Regions from separate parts of the Mus musculus genome. Here regions 1, 2 and 4 are each linked to region 3. Evidence: chromatin contacts called from public promoter capture Hi-C data. All regions are on one chromosome and are shown on one strand. Each heading gives the region's core, a stretch centred on a gene start, on an enhancer-like site or on the middle of the called end of the contact. The rest is flanking DNA. Distances are from core to core; before and after follow the strand shown. Region 1 holds the start of Sec62 (SEC62 homolog (S. cerevisiae)). Region 2 holds the start of Nudt6 (nudix (nucleoside diphosphate linked moiety X)-type motif 6). Region 3 holds the start of Ttc14 (tetratricopeptide repeat domain 14). Region 4 holds the start of Mynn (myoneurin).

The links. Promoter capture Hi-C pulls out the DNA fragments that hold promoters and counts their contacts.
Region 1: a promoter capture Hi-C map of pre-B cells shows a contact between it and region 3. The contact joins the promoter of Sec62 here to the promoter of Ttc14 in region 3. A contact is called at or near these places in 1 of 39 promoter capture datasets (pre-B cells), 1 of 484 Hi-C or Micro-C datasets (CD4 T cells) and 1 of 9 other capture datasets (liver).
Region 2: a promoter capture Hi-C map of liver shows a contact between it and region 3, with 4 times the contacts expected there. The contact joins the promoter of Nudt6 here to the promoter of Ttc14 in region 3. A contact is called at or near these places in 2 of 39 promoter capture datasets (liver and pre-B cells) and 1 of 484 Hi-C or Micro-C datasets (CD8 T cells).
Region 4: a promoter capture Hi-C map of pre-B cells shows a contact between it and region 3, with 6 times the contacts expected there. The contact joins the promoter of Mynn here to the promoter of Ttc14 in region 3. A contact is called at or near these places in 1 of 39 promoter capture datasets (pre-B cells) and 5 of 484 Hi-C or Micro-C datasets (CD4 T cells, Th1 cells, pre-B cells and 1 more).

Annotation. Positions count from the first base shown.
Region 1 is chr3:30,791,527-30,794,229 of GRCm38.p6, reverse strand. Sec62 (SEC62 homolog (S. cerevisiae)) reads right to left here and starts at 1,354. Exons shown (of 8, transcript NM_027016.2): 1 at 847-1,354. The coding sequence starts at 882.
Region 2 is chr3:37,418,011-37,420,850 of GRCm38.p6, reverse strand. Nudt6 (nudix (nucleoside diphosphate linked moiety X)-type motif 6) reads left to right here and starts at 1,255. Exons shown (of 5, transcript NM_001291044.1): 1 at 1,255-1,509. The coding sequence starts at 1,281. It overlaps Spata5 (spermatogenesis associated 5), which reads right to left and starts at 901. Exons shown (of 16, transcript NM_001163511.2): 1 at 351-901. The coding sequence starts at 510.
Region 3 is chr3:33,798,930-33,801,762 of GRCm38.p6, reverse strand. It overlaps Ttc14 (tetratricopeptide repeat domain 14), which reads right to left and starts at 1,580. Exons shown (of 12, transcript NM_027619.4): 1 at 1,327-1,580; 2 at 683-807; 3 at 373-572. The coding sequence starts at 1,484.
Region 4 is chr3:30,600,506-30,603,370 of GRCm38.p6, reverse strand. Mynn (myoneurin) reads right to left here and starts at 1,284. Exons shown (of 8, transcript NM_030557.3): 1 at 676-1,284. n-TVaac8 (a tRNA gene) reads right to left here and starts at 2,101; the gene lies at 2,029-2,101.

The sequences.
Region 1 (2,703 bases), core at 105-2,604, 3.0 Mb after region 3:
GACAAGAATGAGTGTAACAACTTGTGACTGACATATTAACAACTTACTAGAGACCATCAACTTAGGCCTTTGGTTTCTGAGTGAGCTCTTGAGGCGCTCACATCCATGTTTAAGGTGCATCGAACAAAGGACACCCAACAGGGCGAAAACTGCGGGGAAGAGATGCTCAGGTGACATTCATAAGGGATGAGGGAGGCACAGTATGTAGGGCGTGAGGCTGACAAGCTGGCATGTGGAAGGTTTCTGGGTGCCACCAGCCCATTGCAGCACTGACCGGGCAGGGTTTGTTTACATCGTGTCGCCTGGAAGAAAGCCGGCAAGGTTCAAGCCCGGCTATTCGGTTAAAAGAGCCATTGGGAGGGGAATGGAGGGCACACGCCGCTTAACATCTGGAAGGAGCCCTGGGGCCGGGCGGCCCGGGGCCAGCTGACCGACCGACCGTCTGCAAGCACAAAGAACCGGCGGCGGTGCCGCAGGTCAGCCCTCCTTCCACCCCAGCTACCGTGGCCTTAATATCGGGACGCCAGGGAGACACGGAGGAGGGAGGGAGGCCGGCCGGCGCCTGGCGTCCGCGCTCCCCGCGCAGGCCCGAGCCCTCCGCCGCAGGAACGCGGGGCCGGACGCGGGATTCGAGCGCCGCGCCTCCCTCCCTCCTTCCTTCCCCGGACGCACCACAGAGCCCTCGGCCGAGCGGCCGCTAACACCGTCCCGCCTCGAGACCATCCCGGCGCCGCGACCCCGCGGAGACGGCCTCCGGGCGTCCGGCCGCTCGGGACGTCTCCCCCTGTCCCTCCTCGTCCCAGCGCGCCCGAGCCCGTCCCCGGTCCCACGGCCCCGCCGAGCTACCTGGATCCGCTTCTTGTGTCGCCTGCGTTCCGCCATGTTGGCCGCTCCGCCCGGTTCCTTCTGACGTGGAGCGAGTCGGGGAGGGGGCGGCTGAGATCTCGCGAGAGCGCGGCGGCTCGCGGCCCGTTATGTAACCCGCCGCGGGCTCTGGGCTGGGGGCGGCCTCCGTGGTCTTCCCGCCGTCCGTGCGGTGGCGGACGACGCGGGCTGCTTCTGCTTCTGGTCCCGGAGGCCGGCGCCACGTGAGTCAGAGCGCTGGAGGCTGGCAAGTCGCGTCGGCTCTCAGCCCTGACTGAACGCCCGAGTCACCTGGCTGGCGTGTAAACACAGATCCCCGGGCCCCGCCCCTCAGAGTCGCTGACGCCGCCGGGACCACCGGGGCGCACAGCGTCACCTGTGGCGCTTCCTGCCCCAGCGAGCCCCGTGGCACCCCACTTCAGTCCCGCCAAGTTCCCCTTAAAAGGTGGAAAACAACTTCAGAGTCTGACTCCATTAAACACAGCTCGTCCCCAAAGCCTTGGAATGTCCGCTCCTCACGTGACACCTCACAACCCATCCTTAGACTCCAGAAGGCTGGATGAGCCCAGGGAAGTTAAGGTGGAAAGGAGCAAGACTAGTTGGGATGCAGTAGACTGCAGGCCACTTCTATATGACTATTCTGACGACCTGCTATATGACTATTATTCCAGAACTTTCTAGACCAAAGACATGGGTAGTTAAGTGCTTAGGTACAAGTTCTGATGACATTGTGGCTGTAAGAAAGTTGAAAAAATGCAGAAAAGATAAAACCAATAAAGTTTAATTCTATCCCTTGAGTCAGTTAATCATTTTAAATTTCTTTTGTCCTTTATATCCACTTTGCGTGTACATGGGATGTGTGTGTATGTTGAATTTATAAGTCTTCTCTGTTCCCCCCCAAACATCATGGAACCTGGTAGCCTGTTTGTTGTTGTGGTTTTTTTTTTCAGTTTTGCATTGTAAACTTAATTTCAAAATCCTTAAAGTTTTCTATTTCATATATCTGACATAATAATATGTAGTTGAAGCAAAGCTCAGTACTTTGATGCCTGATCATTTATATACTAAGATAGCTGAAGGTTGGTGGTTTTTGTTTTTAACTATGCAATTCTACTCTCAAGAGATCTGTAATTTGGCTCTGCTGTCAGGAAGCAGGGGAGAACTAATAATTCTTACGTATTAACACAAAACTTGGAACATACAATATCTTGTTTTCTCTAGCCTTTCCTACCCAGATGATTGTCAGGACAAGCTAATAGCTAGCAGATGATCTCCCTGAGATTGTGTGCCTCAGATTAACATAATCCGTGACAGATTTGCTCCCATAGGCAAAGCCCAGGAGAAAATAATTTTAGGAAAGATTCCTACTATTAATATGCTTCTCCTGTTATTATTAAACATATATAACAATCACTAGGTATTAGCCTACCTCTTTGAGCAGATCTCTGCAGTTGCAGATCTACAGAGATGTACTGTCTTGTAGGGATGCTATATAGACAAATGGATGACTTAATTCTTAATGATGATCCTGTAAGGATTCCTAAAATTGTACCAGTATGTATTAAGCTGTCAAAACTGCAATGAGAACTCTGCCAGTCTCTGTCACCAGTTAATTGCCTCTACTACTCAGAGCACATTCCAAAAGGTTGTAAAACCATTAACCAAAAGTCATAAAAAGGGAACTACGATTATATTATAGGTGCTAGGACAGAAGATACAATGTTGACTGGGTTTATCTATACAAAACTTCACTAGTAACTTGGTTATGTTTTTTAACTCTCTGTGACCCTGTAGAGTTGTGACAGGGGATGAATGTTTAGCCAGGTAATTACTCCTAAT
Region 2 (2,840 bases), core at 6-2,505, 3.6 Mb before region 3:
TGTTAGGCAGTACGCGTTCATCGTCACAAGTTAGCGTTTGAGCGCAGGCTAGGCTCACTAGGTAAGAACCGTTTTTGCCGGGCTGACTGGACAGTGAGTCTCCAAGGAGCCAAGGCCACCTCGAGGGTTGCTAGTCAAGGTCCCGTGGCGTACGCCATCGCCAGTGCTCCCGAAGTACGTATGAAAGAGGAAAAAGTAAAAAGGCAATCCTCAACTTTTTGCAAAGAGGGCCGGGCGGGCGCCTCGGGCCGGGCCGCCTGGCGGTCCGCGGGCTCCCGCGTCACGCCCACCTCCACACGCCGCGCTCCCCTCAGGCGCCTCAGCCCCGCGGCTGCCCGCGCTTTCCTCACCTTTCTCAAGGAAGTTGGTCACCACCAGCATCCCCGGCGCCGCCGGGCTCGGCTGGGCGAAAGGAGTCGAGGTCCCTGAGCGGGACGGAGCCGCAGAGAGCGAGGGCGAGGCGCCCTCCGCGCCCTCCTTCTGCCGCTTTCGGTTCTTCTTGGAAGACATGACCGCAGGCTGTCGGAGAAAAGCAGCCCCGAGCCGGCTCAACGTGCGCGGCACGGGGATCAAACTTCCGGGTCAGAGGTCAGCGGCGCGGCGCGCACGCCGTAATGCTCCGCGTAGAAGCGCCACCCACGAGGCGGAGGCGGAGAGCGAGGGTCTCGCAAGACACCGTTTCGGAAAGAAAGAAGGGCTAGGCGTAGGCACCGCCGTTGACGTTATGAACCCTTGAAAAGTGGACTTCGGCTGTTCCGCTGCTTTGCCTAGTCCCGAAGCGAATGTGGTTGGGCTTAAAGTAACAACAACAAAATCCGAAAGTTTCTCCTCTCTGTTCCAGACCCGTCGAGGACAGTCAGCTCCACTAAGCTCTACCAAATGGCAAGTCCAGCTCAAGCTTAGCGGGTGGAGACACGTTTCGAGAGTTTACGGTCGGCCCTCCTCCCAGCGAAAAGGGGCGGAGCGAGCTCCGGAAGAGGCCTGAGAGTGTTCGCCGCGAGATGGGGCGGGGCGATCGCCGGAAAGAGGTGAGGTTGCACGGGGTCACGAGAGTGGGGCGGGAAGGGGCGGGGCGTGCTCCCTGGAGGAGACAAGGCTACGTCAGGCGATGTGGGCGGGGCGGGAAGGGGCGGGGCGTGCGCCCAGGATGAGACCAGGCTACGTCTGGCGTGGTAGACCGGGCAGGGCTGGAAGGGGCGGGGCGTGCGACAGGGAAGAGATGCTACGTCAGGCGATGTGGGCGGGGCGGGAAGGGGAGAACGGAAAGGCTAGGTGCAGCCATGTGGTGGGTGAGGAGGACCCGCTACTGGTTCTCCACATTGCTTTACGCGGGCGGAGCCAGGCTCCGGCCGGGGCGGCGCACAGCCTCGGGCGGCCTGGAGACCCCGGGCTCCTGCGGGGCCGAGCTACAAGGCGAGCTGGACAGATTTGGGGGCGTCTCGGTGCACTTGTCGCGGCACCATACGTTGCACGGGCTGGATGCCGCCGCCTTCCGGAGGCTCTTGCAGGGCAAGTGCGGGTCTCGGGCCCCGGAAACCAGGGCGGAGCGTGTGGGCTCTGAGGTGAAAGCTGAAAGGACACCCAGCGGTCCTCTCGCTGTGACCTGGAAGTGCCCTCAGCCACGTCCCGGCCCGAACCCTGAATGCTTGCCCCTGAGACTGACACGGGATTCGCAGCGCCTAGCACGGTGTCGGCCACGCCTTTAACTCTTAGTAAACACTGACAGCCTCACTGTGTGCTACCTTGCAACCTTAGTTTTGCTGCTACTTGGATTCTGCCACATGCTTTGCCAAGCAAAACGGTTTCCTAACCGGGATGGGTGCCAGTGCTTGCATCTACCCACAGAGCTTTGCAGTTTTCAGTAGGAACACATCACTGGTACATCACTGGCTTTGAACGGTGAACCCAGTTATCTGAAAGGATGCTTGTGTGAAGGAGTCCCCCTCACTTTGGGATAAGTGTCTGATTTGTTAGAACAGCCTGTTTTTCAAACTGAAGGCATAGCATGGAAATTTAGCATGGAATGGAAAAGATCCTTTCACATAACCAGGAAACCACAAATGATCTTTATTCTGTGAGCAACAAACACGGCAAGTTAGCGACTCTAATGCTGTTTAATCTTCAAACAAGGCTATTTAACATCATCTCTCCTGCTTATAAGTGCTTAGACTTCAACACTTTCACCAGTAGGAGAATCGAATCAGTTCATCCTCTGATATGTGCACGTATATGGATGGGCACAGGCATTTGCCATACTTAGATAGTTTTTCCCAGTGGGAGATGATAATCTAAGCACCACTCCAGAAGTGTATTGGATCTTGAAACAAGTCCAAGGTTCGAGTTCAAGATTGTGTTACGAACTTTTCCAGGTATTCATTAATCAAATGACCACTAAAAAGACTTCTAATGCTAGCCAGCTCTGAATACTGGATAAGTGTGATCAAAGACACGCTGAATGAGACCCCTTTAATAAAACATTTCACTGTCATTATCAAGTATTAGACATTGTTTTAAGAATCTAACAACTAGGAATGTATCTCATCTCCATAACCTGGAAGTACATGCTCTGCCCAGTTGAAGGATGATGGTGCCAAGGCCCAGAGACAACGGGTACCTCCCTCTGGCTCTGGTCTTTGCTTTCTTCACACTGTTCTTGAGCTTCCAATAGTTCTGTTGTGATGGAATTAAACCAAACTAGTTGGCAGTTCCTGTAAACAGGAGCTTATCTGAGGAGAAAGCCTGATTCGATGTCTCTTTAAGGAGATTAGATGTTGTCTGTAATGAGTTAGTAAAGGCTGTTAAAGCATATTGCATATGAAGGTCACTATTTACCACTGCTT
Region 3 (2,833 bases), core at 331-2,830:
ACAACCACTAATCTCTATGATGTCAAAAAGGAGACTGACCTGCAAACAGAGTTCTCCAAACCTTGAAACACCCACAATGGAGGAAACGTAACACTCTAGTACTTGTTTTTTTTTGATAGGGATTCACTATAGAGATCAGGCTGGCCTTGAACCCACCTCTGTTCAGCCCACCTCTGCCTCCTGAGAACTAGGGTTAAAGGCATGTACTGTCAATGTCCAGCTCTCTAAGGCTTTTGGTAAGAACAACTACTGTTTTTTTTTTTTTTTTTCAGCTTATCTTTAACCCTCCCCCCCCAATATCCTACCAGGTAAATGTAAACAGACTTGGATAAGCACATAATTTTTGCATGGGATGAGTGTAGAGTGACTTACTGTGATTTCTAAGTGCGAAATATCTCTCACGATGCCACTTCCTAAACAGATCAACACCATGAAAAAACCAAACTCCCGAATAGAGCTAATTCTTCCAATCACTATATCACCACGTTCAATATCTCGGAAGAAGAGCTCTCTCCGGTCCATGCTTGGCATCTCCATGAACTGCTCTAAGGGTGGCATGACCGCATAAAGATCTGGAATAAAATAAAACCAAATCACCACGATCATTCTGACTTCCTTCTCCTTTGATAAAATGCTTTAAACTAACCAGTAAATCTTGAAAAGCTTCTCAGACTAAACTTACTGTCATTGTCGTCATGCACTTCAGAGGGTGGAGATGCGTCTGATTTCCAAGACAGTGCAAAAAGCAGATCCGCTTTTTTAGAGATGAATTTTTGTATTTCAATGTTGTCAACTCTCTTCTCTTTCCTTAAAAGAAAGGTGACTATATACATGTACATATATATATATATATATATATATATATATATATATATTTTTTTTTTTTTTTTTCACTGATCCACGCTCTCATACATCCAAACTCGTGTACGGCAGTTTTCATCACCCAACCCTGCTTAGTGTCTCCAGGGGAAGTTTTATTTATTTTAGCTTTTCAGTATGCATTTATTTAGTGCTGTGATGTGGCGTCCATGTGCCACCGTGTGCAACTGGGGGATCATAGGACAAGGCTGGGATTGGTTCTCGCCTACCCTTGCGAAGCCTGGGAATCGGTCAGGTCAGGCCGCTCGATGGAAAGTGACTTTACCCACTGAGTTCCGGAAGAAGTTTTAAGCCCGTTCTCTCTGGAAACGGGAGCAGGGAAGCTTTGGCGGCGGCTCGGAAGGCGCATCCCGGCCATTCAGCCCGGAGCCAGTGCCTGGTCACACACCCCGGGGCTCGGTCCCTCCTGTCCGCCCCGCGCCCCGGCCCGGGTCACGGCCCCGATACCTGCCGGCTCCCGGAGGAGGCGCCGCGCCGCGGGCTGGCTCGGCCGCCGTGCCCAGCAGGCTCCGGAAGTGCGGGTTGTCCTGCTGTTCACTCCGCAGCAGCGACAGCAGGGCCGGGCCGTGGCAGCCCAGCGACTGCCGCAGCAAGTCGCGGTCCATGGCGAGCCCGCCAGGCTCCGGCGTCCGAGCCCGCGCTCCCGCAAGCCGAGGGAAGCTGCCCGGACGCGCTAACCTCCCGGAAGCGCTCGCGGCGGCGAGCTGCCTCAGTCTCGCGAGACCTGGCGGGACTACGGGAACCCGCAGGAAGCGCGAAGCGGGTCTGGCGCCGAGGGCGGAGTAAGGCTGGAGGTGTGACGTGTGGGGACGCCTGAGCTTAGCACGTACGTCGGGCTGTGTGGTTCCTAGGTCGCCAAGGCCAGAGCTCCGGTCTCTTTTTCACCGGGTGCTGCCGAGTTCAGCGGTGCAAGGGTGGCTGGGCGGCCGCGGAGGAAGTTTCCTCAGTCCTGTCTGCCCGGGGCGGCGCCCGCGTCCCCTCAGGATTGCCTCAAGGTGGCGGTCGCAGGAAAGCTGCCTGCTAGACCGACGTGGGGCAGACAGACAAGGACCTACAGTTGACTTGGCGGCGGCTGGAGGCGTGTCCACCTTGTTTCTCGCTGCCTTTTAGAGGGATGTGGCTGTCACCAGCCCGGAGAGCTTTAAAGCGCAGCGCGCATGCTCTGTTCTGGCGTGGCTTTGTAGGAGTTTTAGGATAAGCTGCCTACTACTAGGGTGATATCTGTGGGCTGCCTGGTACACACTGGTACCGAGTGCTTTAGGTGGCTTACTTAAAACTGGCCAGCGTTTGCTGGCTACACTTCAGTGCTAGCTCTACACCGAGTGTAACCCATAACCCCACACAACTTTGTTCTACACCTGGGCACCACACCCATACCATCAGGGCTTTTGTTTGTTTGTTTGTTTTTTGTTTGTTTTTTTGTTTGTTTTGTTTGTTTGTTTGTTTTCCAGTTACAGGGGTTTCGAATTCATTTTCTTTCGTGACAAATACGTGATTTTTGAAAGGGACAGGACACTGGATAGTTGACCAGACCAGAGGGGGTACAATGGAAAGTGAGGGAGTTGGTTAGTGCTTGGGTTTTCAGCATGCTAGCCAAGGATTCTCTCTACCACTGAGCTACAACCCCACCTACATTTTTTTTAACTTAAAAACTCTCCAAGAAACTTTAAAGAAATATGAATAGTTTAATGAACTGTTGGGAGGGGGTGGTACAGGGTACGAAAATGGTGAAGGAAATGAAGAAAGCAGAATATTCCAAACAGATTTTCACTGCTTGGTTTCTAACCCTACTTTTACTGTGATTTCAAATTTCATCTTAAAAGTAAACACATAAGCCGGGCGTGGTGGTGCACGCCTTTAATCCCAGCACTTGGGAGGCAGAGGCAGGTGGATTTCTGAGTTCCAGGCCAGCCTGGTCTACAGAGTGAGTTCCAGGATAGCCAGGGCTACACGG
Region 4 (2,865 bases), core at 35-2,534, 3.2 Mb after region 3:
CCAAAAGCCTCATCGAACACTCGTGGTGATTAAATGCTTTTCTTTGTTTTACTGCACTAGAACACTAATGCAATAAAAGGCAGTGAAAAAAACAAAAACAAAAACAACAACAACAAAAAAAAACATGTCACAGTTGTAAACAGGGCCGTAAAATCCTAAGCTTCTAGAGTTGACCCCTCAAACTTTTAAGCTCCAACAGGCATCTTTACCTGAAGGTGCTTAAACAAATAGACTAAGAAAAGCCTCCTTGAAACAGGATAAGAACACGATACGAGTTGTTCCCATTGCTCTCTGATCACTGAACCCTGTAAGCAGAGATGGTGAGGTTCCAAGCTCCAGGCAAGTGCAAGGGGGCGGGAACGCCCCGACCCGCTGTGTCAAAGGTTCCATCACTCTCCGGAGGAGGACACACCCCTTGCCTGCCCGCTGCTTGCTTGGCAGCGGCGGAGGGCGACAGTCCTAGCCAGTCCCCGGCCACCGCTGCCTTGCACTCCCAGCTTGCACTCCCGCGAGTTCCCACGGCACCGGCCATGACTACATATACCGCGGACGCTGCCTCTGCCTAGACACCCTCCTCCGCCCCGAATCGCGCTCGATCTCCGAGGCGCCGGACCACATAAGACCCCGGGATCCCAGAACGCAGGGACGACAGGCCAGACAGAGGGCGGCACTCACCCGTAGCCGCCCAAGGGAAACAGTTTCTTCACTCTCTCACCGCCATCTTGGGAGGACGTCACTGCGACGCTCCGCCTCTCCCTTCCTCCTCTGCGATAGCGTCACGTCCGGGTGTGTGGTCCATTGGGGACACCGGAGATAGGACGCTAAAAGTCTACTAGGGCCGGCGAGCTGGGTCTCAGAGCCCTGACTTCCCGGCATGCCCAGGTCTCCGGATCACACCTCCTTGCTCACTCGCATCCGGTGCGAGCTGCTCACCTTGTCAGCCCGCAGCTGTCGGCCCAGATTCTGGATGGAGACCGGGCTTGAGTGCAGAGCCGGCCTCTCCGGGAACCGCGCTGCGCGCTGCATGCTGGGAGTTGTAGTTCTTTTCCTCGCCTGTCATCCTGTCTTCATTAGCGCCCCTCCAGTGGAGATGACTGTGTTGTGCACCCTGGTTCTTGACCGGGGCGAGTGGGAGGGATATGCTTAAGTCGAGACCAATCACTCCTTCCTCTTTTGCATATCCGAAAGCTCTTGGGACCCCCAGAATTCTGTTTGAACCGGCTCACCAAAGCTCATCTACCAGAATGCCCTTACCTGGCAACAGAGATGAGATGTTCGAAAGCAAAGCAAAGCAGCAGGGCACACTGGGCATGCGCAACGTGGGAGGAAGGTGGGCTTTCTACCGGAAAAGGTTTTCCTACGTCTGAACCAGAATAATTTTAGCACAGTTATTTACCTCGAAATCAGAGTTAGTGCAGTAAAGGGAGAAGAGCAAAGTTAAGTTTTGATGTGTTCTTCCCTAGAACCTGCGGACGTCATAAATCTTAAAAAGCACAACTGAAACGTTTGTTGGTATAAGTTACGTTTATGCTTTTTAAGGAATTTACCTGTGACTTTATTTAAAAGACAGTCTCAAAAACTCTGAGAGTTTTTTCCATACCGGAATCTTTTTGCTTATATCTCTGTGAAGAATTTGTGAATAAAACCACGAGTCGTTTTTATAAGAAAAATGTTGAGGCTACTTTTTTATATGTCTGAGTATAAATTTCTTTTTAATTTCATCTTTTTGTCAAACCCTTTCGATAATGTGTTAATTCTGAAATATTTAGTGAAGTTGACATATAAATTAAGAACAAAATTTAGCCTGACAGGAGGGGGGGGAAATGGAATCTCGAGGGGAGAAAACTGAATACAGACATGCTTCAGAGGCTAGAGATTGGGAGAATGCCTTCTAGAATCAGTAGCTACCTACTTCATCAGCCCTTTTTGTTGCTGCTCTCGTCTGTGTGTTGGGGCGTTTGTTATCAACATTAAAACAGCTGATTCAAGGTCGTTTCTTTAATGGGCGGGTTACCGTTTTAAAAGATATGTTTCCGCCCGGTTTCGAACCGGGGACCTTTCGCGTGTTAGGCGAACGTGATAACCACTACACTACGGAAACTTGGTTGCACTGGTGTGTTGAAATGTTCTTCTTATGTGATGTCGTCATATACGTTTCACACCTGTTTAAGGTTTATGCATTTTTCAATGAGGAGAGAGAAAAAATATTAACAAAGCACAGTTAACTTAACAGGCTGAGACTATTTAAAAGTTTGAACTTGTTTGCAATTTCTTTTTCTCCCTTCCTTCCTTTCATTCATTCTGTCTTTTTCTTGTTTTGCTAAGCCCGGCGGGTACACCACTAGAGACCAGCAGGCACACTTAGTTCCTGGCCGAATTTCATTTTTTTTCTCATTTTAGACAGGTTATGCTTTCCTCCAGCTGGGAAGCAGCGGCGCGCTGTAGCCAGGGCCTGTGATTTGGCGCAGTACAGTGCTTTGGCGGGTTTTGGTGGAAGCACGTGTAAATTACCCTTTTCCCCATCCTGCTTCGAAACCAAAGCTTCTATTTGTGTGCTGTTTTAAAGCCCCTAAAGGATGCGCGAAACCAGACACCAAGACGTTCATTTTTTGCTGCGCAGTGTACTTTCTTTTTCTGAACTGAACTTCATAATGATCTAAGGCATTTATATTCTTACCAAATGGCAGACATGTTCTTATTCCTAAAACATCAACCTCAGGAAATGAAAATTAGCTTCGGAGGACCTAGAGATATAATCCAGAAGATGAAGAAAAGGATGAAATAAGGGGGGAAGGAGGGGGGGGAAGAGGGAGGGAGGGAGGGAGGGAGGGAGGGAGAGAGAGAGAGAGAGAGAGAGAGAGAGAG